Regions from separate parts of the Capsicum annuum genome. Here region 1 is linked to region 2. Evidence: chromatin contacts called from public Hi-C data. All regions are on one chromosome and are shown on one strand. Each heading gives the region's core, a stretch centred on a gene start, on an enhancer-like site or on the middle of the called end of the contact. The rest is flanking DNA. Distances are from core to core; before and after follow the strand shown.

The links. Hi-C and Micro-C count contacts between places; a contact is called where the count stands out from the background.
Region 1: a Hi-C map of leaf shows a contact between it and region 2, with 2.3 times the contacts expected there. The contact joins the enhancer-like site here to the promoter of LOC107857620 in region 2. A contact is called at or near these places in 2 of 5 Hi-C or Micro-C datasets (leaf and placenta).

Annotation. Positions count from the first base shown.
Region 1 is chr2:22,381,559-22,385,340 of UCD10Xv1.1, forward strand. The region is part of intron 1 of LOC124895927 (a long non-coding RNA gene); the gene reads left to right. Among protein-coding and RNA genes, the nearest start is that of LOC124895927, 9.7 kb to the left of the region's middle. Within about 2 kb of position 1,678, at least 5 of the 5 cell types and tissues checked have an H3K27ac peak or open chromatin away from gene starts, as enhancers often do. A contact at or near this core is called in leaf, where this site is marked.
Region 2 is chr2:22,039,166-22,043,216 of UCD10Xv1.1, forward strand. LOC107857620 (protein ASPARTIC PROTEASE IN GUARD CELL 2) reads right to left here and starts at 1,300. Exons shown (of 1, transcript XM_016702467.2): 1 at 1-1,300. The coding sequence starts at 1,087.

The sequences.
Region 1 (3,782 bases), core at 428-2,927, 340 kb after region 2:
GTTGGGTTAAGCACTACCCTTTCTCGAGAAACCATCTGAACTAAGCATTGTTTTGAGAACTCAATGGAGTTAAGGACTACTCTATTAAAAACTCTCTAAGGCTAAGCATTGTCCTTGGAAATTTAAGTGGGTTAAGCACTACCCTTTTTCGATAAAAACTCTCTAAGGCTACGCATTGTCCTTGAAAAGTTAAGTGGGTTAAGTATTACCCTGTTTCGAGAAACTGACTAAGGCTGAGCATTGTCCTCGAAAGTTAGTTGGGTTAAGCACTACCCTCTCTCGAGAAATCATTCGAACTAAGCATTATTTTGAAAACTCGGTGGAGTTAAGCATTACTCTATAAAAACTCTCTAAGGCTGAGCATTGTCCTTGGAAAGATAAGTGGGTTAAGCACTACCCTCTTTCGAAAAAAAACACTAAGGCTGAGCATTGTCCTTGGAAAGGTTTAAGCTCTACTCTCTCTCAAGAAATTGTCCAAGACTAAGCATTGTCCTCTTGGAGCCGATCGATTTACTCAAAGACGAACACTATTTTCTAATACTGAACATGTTAAGCACAACCGACCTCGGCGTTATTAAATGCTACTGCATTACTGGACATGGTGTGGATTAAGCACAACCTCTTCAAAGAACAAACCATTACTCTCTCATAACAGATACACTTTTTTATCTTCTCTTATCATTATTGTTATGGTTGTTTTTACTACATTGTTCAATCTTCTATACATACATATCCGTGCTAATCATTTTATCCAGTTGAGCTAAAAATGACAGGACTAATAGGTACAGATTACTCCATCACGAGCAACCAAGAGCTTATCCCATGATTCCACAGTGCATTGAGAAGCCAAAGAGTTGATTTCATGATACAACAAATTCGCTTTCTTATTATCACACTCACTTTATGTTAATCGATTGCTTATCTTTTACATGCCCTAACCTTTGTTATCTAGTATATGATAAAGTAGGCAGGTAAGGAATAACAAATAGAGAATAATTTCCATTCCTGTTTTCAAAATATCACCTCATCTATTCATCCATCGAATGAACTCATCTTAAAAATCACCTGCTTTTAGTTTGCACATCCCCCTCACATCATCATTTCAAAACATATTCATCCCATCTTACCGACCTACAACAGCTTTGTTGAATGTCCATCCTTTATCATTTACACTTTTTAGGAATATTGTTCATTCCTAAATCCAGAACTACAAACAGCCTGATTCTCATAAAATCGGAGATATGTAGGCAACTTGAAACCTAAGACTCGGCCATACTTTTTTTTAAACTACCCCTATACTTTCATTCCAACAAACCCTCCTCTCGGTCGGACAAAATTGGCTACTACAACAACTTTTGTTGCTCGATAATTCTTTCATCATTCTCAAGCAACGAAATTATTATTATTATTATTATTATTGTTATTATTATTGTTGTTGTAACATTTATCAAATAGCAACCAATTTTAATTTATTTTGCCTAATTTATTTAAATTTTAGCCTTTTCCAACTCATAACACTCTTAGGCTAATTTTATCCAACTTATTACAATTCTAGCCATATTTAATTCAATTTTAAAAATCTCAATTTATCTTCTTATCCTTTTAATCGCAGCCATGGATCAAGATCGATCCAACGGCTGAGATCGCATCCCACTCTTTCCTTTTTAAACTCAAAACAAAAAAAACCTAAGAGCCCATTCTTCAGAGATCAGCCGAACAAAATGCTCCCCATTCTCTGTACTCTCTCTCTTCCCCTCTCAGAAACCATGGCTGCCACCGCCACTGGCCGGCGAAGCCCGGAGTACCACTTTTCACCTCCCTTCCTCCTCTCCGACGAACCCATCGCCGCCGCCACCATCTTCCACCAGCGCTGCCAACCCCATCGCCGCCGCCGTCCTTTGTTTTTTCGGCGAACAACCAATTATGTGAAGCCACAGCCGAACCAGCCTCCTCCTTCCCCGTCGAGGCTCCATATCCGGCGACCACTGCACCAAGACGCTTAACCGCGCCACCAGAAGCCCTCAAAAACCTCCAGCCCGCCGCCGCATCTCCCAACCTCGCCGGCAAAGGCTCTAACGAGCCAATCAGCCCTCTCATCTCCACGTCGATGCTCGATTTTCGCCGAAAATATTGTAATTCATGACGGATTCGTCAAATCCATCTCAGGTTTGTTATTTTGTTCAAATTTCTTTCTTCTACTTCTTTATTTATTTTCTCTTCGGATCGATCTTATTAAACTTAATATGAATATGAATTTTGAGTTGTTTTAATGTGTTCATGTTTTCAGACCAACATCCATGAAAAATTCATAACTTTTGTGGATTTTTAAGGATACAGTTATAACTTTGATTCCGAAAATTTGATATAGTTGATTGAGTTATTCACATGATTAAATCAGTAGAGTTATTCTGTTGGTATGTTGTGAATTTTGGCCATCTTTGTGTCTTTGTGTTGTTATTTTGATAGAAGGTGTTCTTTGATATGACTGTGGACTGATTCGGATACAATTAGCATAGCGTTACTAGGTGTAAATTGGGTTTGACACTAGTTGATTCACTCTTAATTGGAATAACCTTGATGCCTAGTTAATTTTGGTATATTATAAATTTTTTTTCCCTTCCCTTTATATGATATCTTTGTTACTTGAATAGTTACGGTATATACATAATTTATGCTTTACATTGAAATATAATTGATTTGCTTAATTGACATTTTTTTTTATTTGCTTTGATTGAATTGGGTATTTTAAGTGTGATTTTATATATATGAAAATCCCTTGATTGATTTCATCCAATATTTCCCTCTTCCTTAATTGATTCTGACTGATTTTTGAATATCTTTTTTTCCTTTTCTGTTGTGGCTAATTGACTCTGACATATTATCTTTCCTTTTGATTCTTTATCCTCTCACTATATAAACAGACCCTCTTTTCAATTATAGGACAACGGTCATATTCCACTTTCTCTGCTCTTACCCTCTAAAATAAAAAGAACTACTTGCTATAATAGGAAAAAGATACATATTTATTTTATTATTTATTTTATTTGCTGCTCATTGATAAGTCCTCAGATCGATGTAATTTTTTTTATTATTCTTTGTGTATGTTGACTGCATCATGTTAAAACCTTTAGAATACATGTCTATAGGAATATTTTGATGTTTGCTACCAGCTTGTCTCGCAGATTTAAATAGATAATTACGGAGTTTCGAAGAGTCACCGGAATGTTTAAACTGAATATGTTATTCTTTATAGCTAGTTATTTTTCTTTCTTCTTATTTTGTATTATTTAGTCTGTAATATTACTGTATAGACATTATTATTGTAATGATAATTTTGGGGACTGCTCGGAGGCGGGGACTTACGTGCTCTATTAATAGTATAGATAGTCACAACTTAGGTTTTATGTTTGTTACGTGCTACGTGAATTATTTAGGCACACAAAATTAGGATTTATTAACACGTGAATCATTTAGACACTTTTATTAATTGATTTCTTAGAAATCTTGCTTTAAGGTTTTTTAATTAACACCCGACATATTAAATTAAATTTAGGCGTGCTAATGCCTCTTTTGACACGTCCACATTTAATTTAAGCATGGTAACATTTTCAGCATGTTGGCCTACTATGTTAAATTTTTGTATGTTAAACACTACAACTTATTAACATGTCATTGCATGTTTTGGCGTGTTAACACAATTTAGACATATTAAAACAAGTTTGAGCATTTTAATATTGTGAGCATGTCAATAATTAATTTTTGCACATTAATACACTTTTTGC
Region 2 (4,051 bases), core at 50-2,549:
TAAAAGCATCGTCAGGCATGACTACACGCGCTCCTCCAACTCCAAGATCCGATATGCCTATGTAATAGAAAGTCGGAGCCCGTGGGTTTCGGATGAGCGGCACCCACGCTGCACCCGCGGGTAATACTTCACGCCCGAATTCAAGTGATCCAGCTGATCCGGTGCCCCGGCTAACCAAACAGTAACTAAATGCTCCGCCCGTTTGTCCACCTAGTTGTCCCACGAGCGACATGGAGCCACCTCCAAGGCCCAACAAACCGGCAGCCCCAATAAACATTCCTCGGTTGCTATGACCACACCCGATGGCCACGTCCCGAATGACGGTACGGCCGAAAGTGAGGGTCTCGAGAGCCATGGTGCCCTTGGTGTAGGAGCCATCACCGTACATGACTTGGTATTTGCAGCTACCGGCATGGCAACCGGAGTTGTCAACGCGGTCGCAAAGGGAGGAGGAACAGGGTACACCGGAGAAAGAAGCGGAAAGGGAGGGGTCAAATACGGGGTCGGACTGATGATAGCAATGTGTACAAGGCTGACACTGGACCCAAACAATATCACTGCCAGCATCAATAACCATGTATTGTTCTCTAGCAGGACTACCCACACCAATCCTGACAAAGTATTCACCACTGCCTTGCTCCATACCCGAAATCACCTCGCTCCCGAACTCCTCCTCTTCAACCTCATAATTAATATCAATATTAGTGAGTGCATGGACCCTTTTGAGGTCTCTTTTCATGCGAGCATCAAAACGGTGAGGATGATCAGTGAAGTGGGAAAAGGGCATCTTGTCTCTGTGAAGAAGCTTTAGCTTCCAGTTGCTGCTGTTGTTGGTGTTTCCTTTTTCATTATCTTCTTCAACATGATTATGTTTTTTAGTTGGTGGGTGAATTAATCTTGATTCTTTAATGGATTGCTTGACATCCAAGTGTTCATGGGTGGGAAATGGGATCGCATGGCCAGCTGAGGTTTTGGTTTCATGAGTAGTTGCACTTGTTGTATTGATGACGAGACCTGAGAAAATGAACAACAATGCTTGCAGGAGGAGCAAATATCGGAGTATCGACATTTGTATAGGGACGAACATTCTATTTTATTGTTTCTTTTTTTCTTGGGATGTGTGTTGTGAGGGAAAAGGAGACTTAGGAAGGGGGAATTTATGTACTTCGAGTTTCCAGATGTATACAGCAAAAAGGTGGCCCATTTTTGGAGTGATGTTAGCCATAGGGGTGATAAAAAGAAATAATTAAACGAATTATTTAAAATGAAGAAAAAATATTTTTCGTTATTTTTTTGGTTAAAAAATACTCTTTCATTAAATTGTTGGCTTTAAAATACTCCTTTTTTTAGTGAAATACCAAACACACCAAATAAATAACAAAGGTCATATGATCTGTTCATGTCAGTATCCACGTGGAAACTTATGAAGAACTTGAAGAACAATGAACTTATGAAGAACTTCTCGGGTGTTGCCACTCCATGGTTCTGTTATTATCCATGACAATGAAATCAAACTTCTCATTAGATTACAACAATTCACCAAGAGACTGTATGAAACTTGTTGTCACATAAGTATTGAGACACATTTATAGGTTTAAAAGGCGTAAGATCAAAGGTAACCTTCTTTTCCTTTTCATCATCTGTCACGATAGTTTCGGTATAAAGCAGCAAACCATTAAGGGAAACTTTGTTATATAGTTTAATCCTCTACTAAGCAGATGTTATTACACCAAGCACCAACTAACGGTTTACTGTGCTCTCAAGGGTCGTTTGGTAGAAGAGATAAGAAAAATAATCTCGGGATAAAGTTTAGGATTAACTTTATCCCATGTTGGTAGAAGAGATTACTTAATTTCGGAACTATTTTATTCCACCATTTGTAATAAAATAACGAATTTATTTCCATGCAGATAAATACAATAAATGGAAACCTAAGCAAGTAGCAAATACAACCCCTCGCAAGTTGCTGTATCGGGCTTTCACCCATTTATTCTATACTAAAAGTGAATTCATTTGGGGTTTGATACGGATGCAAAGAGTACAATATCTTTCTCAAGGAGCCAAGTTTAAGACATACTCATGAAGATGGAAGTGTGTGAAGGTCTTTTGAACCACTCAAAAGAATTGCACAAATTTAAGAGAGGAGAAGAAGTCTTTCACTCCAAGGGCACCTTCATTAAAGGGCGTTTTGGTCATTGGCACAAGTTCAAGAGAGATGAAAGAACCCCACACTCCAAGGGCGCCCCATTTTATTAAGGGCAACTTGATCTTTTTATGTAATAACTATAAATAGACTTCCTTAGGCTTATTTCTCATTAGTTATTGAATGATATTAAAAGACAAACTTTGAAACACCTTTTTTTCTTCTCTCTTTTGTGAGAGTGTAACTAGGGCTAGCATCTAGTGTTGGATTTCACTAGTCTTGGTATTTGTCTTAGAAGCATTGGTGCTTGGGGAAGATTGAGTTCCTTTTGTGTCAGCGTAAGATCTTGGTGTTACTCATATAGGTCATAAGGGTCTTAAGATTTGATACATCCTTTGGTTCTTTTGGTTTGTATGTTTCTATGTCAAGATATCTATCCTTACCTTTTATGCATTAGTTTGGTGTTCTTCTTGCTTGTTCTCTTAGATCCGATTGTTAAGGCTTCTTTAGGTCTAGTTTTCATCTTGTTTCTTGTGTTTTGATGGCTGGTCTTATATCATTTGGTATCAAGAGACATGTTTTAGAATTGTTCCTACAATTCTAAGTCTTGGATTGTTGTTACCTTGAAGAAAAACATCATAAAAAAAGAATCAAAAGTCCAAGAATCACAAAAAAAAAAGTGAGTCACGTTTTGTCACTTAGGCCGAAATTTAGATCTTAGATCTATTTGGTTTTTGTGTGTTTTATTAGTTTCTAGTGCTAGATCCTTGTTCCCTAGCATTAATAGAGTCTAGATCTAAGATTTGAGCTAAATCCGGGTTGTTTTGGACCATCCACCATTGTTGAGCTTATGTTTGAAGAAACTCGAGGGTGGATCTCATTTTTGGTGAAGGTGTTTGTGGCATTTTGGGGTTGAAAGTGTGACATTTGTGTTAGGTTTGTCAAAGTGACCTTGGATCTTCAAGAAAAATCAAATTCCAAGTTCGTTTGCTTGAAGGTCAACTTTGGTCAAACCTTGAATGTTCTTGGTGTTCTTCAAGATCTTCATATCTTGTTGAAGAAGAATATTCAAAAGGGATTGTTTGATCATAAAAAATAAAGAAAGAAAGAGAGCGTAAGAATGTTTGTACAAAGAATATTCCAAGCACATTCTAAGTCATCCAAAAGAAGAAGGAAACAAAAGGAATATTCAAGTACAATTGAAAGTACAAGGCGGGACCATCTCAAATTCAAACTCATTTGAGCTTGAAAAAGGCTCCAAACCTTGTATTTTCTTCCACAAAACCGAATTTCTACCTCTCTTGAGTAAAGATTGACCAAAATTCAAGGTTGAAGAGCAAAAAGAAAATTTCAAAATTCTCGACCAACCACAAGTTGCCACATCATCACTCTTGTACAACCGAATTTTTAGCTTAAATTTTGATTTCTTAGTTTTAACTCTTGTTCCGTTAGTTGCATTTTTTTGATTCTAGCGCTAAATGACAAACTAGTAATTGTCTACTAGGTTGTGAGTTAGTTTTGAGTCCCTTTCTTTCGTGTTTACGTTCTTTGTGTGCTTTTCTCTTTTTGTGATTTGTAGTTTGTTGGTTCAAGTCCAAATAAGGTTTTTTGAGTCATTTCAAATGAAAATCTATTTCGTAGAAGAGTATACTCATCCCTCAATTGCTCACGGATTACAAGCCAATTTTGAACACTTGTGAAGCCAAGTGTGAGGTAAACAAAAGAGTGAGAGTGTGGTGAGGATATTTATTTGAGCTAAATTGTTTGTTGTTTTGTAGGTGTTTTCTTAGGTAAGTAGCAATGGAAACCGAAGGTTCAACTTCACAAACTGTGGACAACAACACTCTTGATACTTTTAAGGCTTCTCTTGAAGCTATCAACCAAACTCTTAAAAGGTTAGGGTCGGAT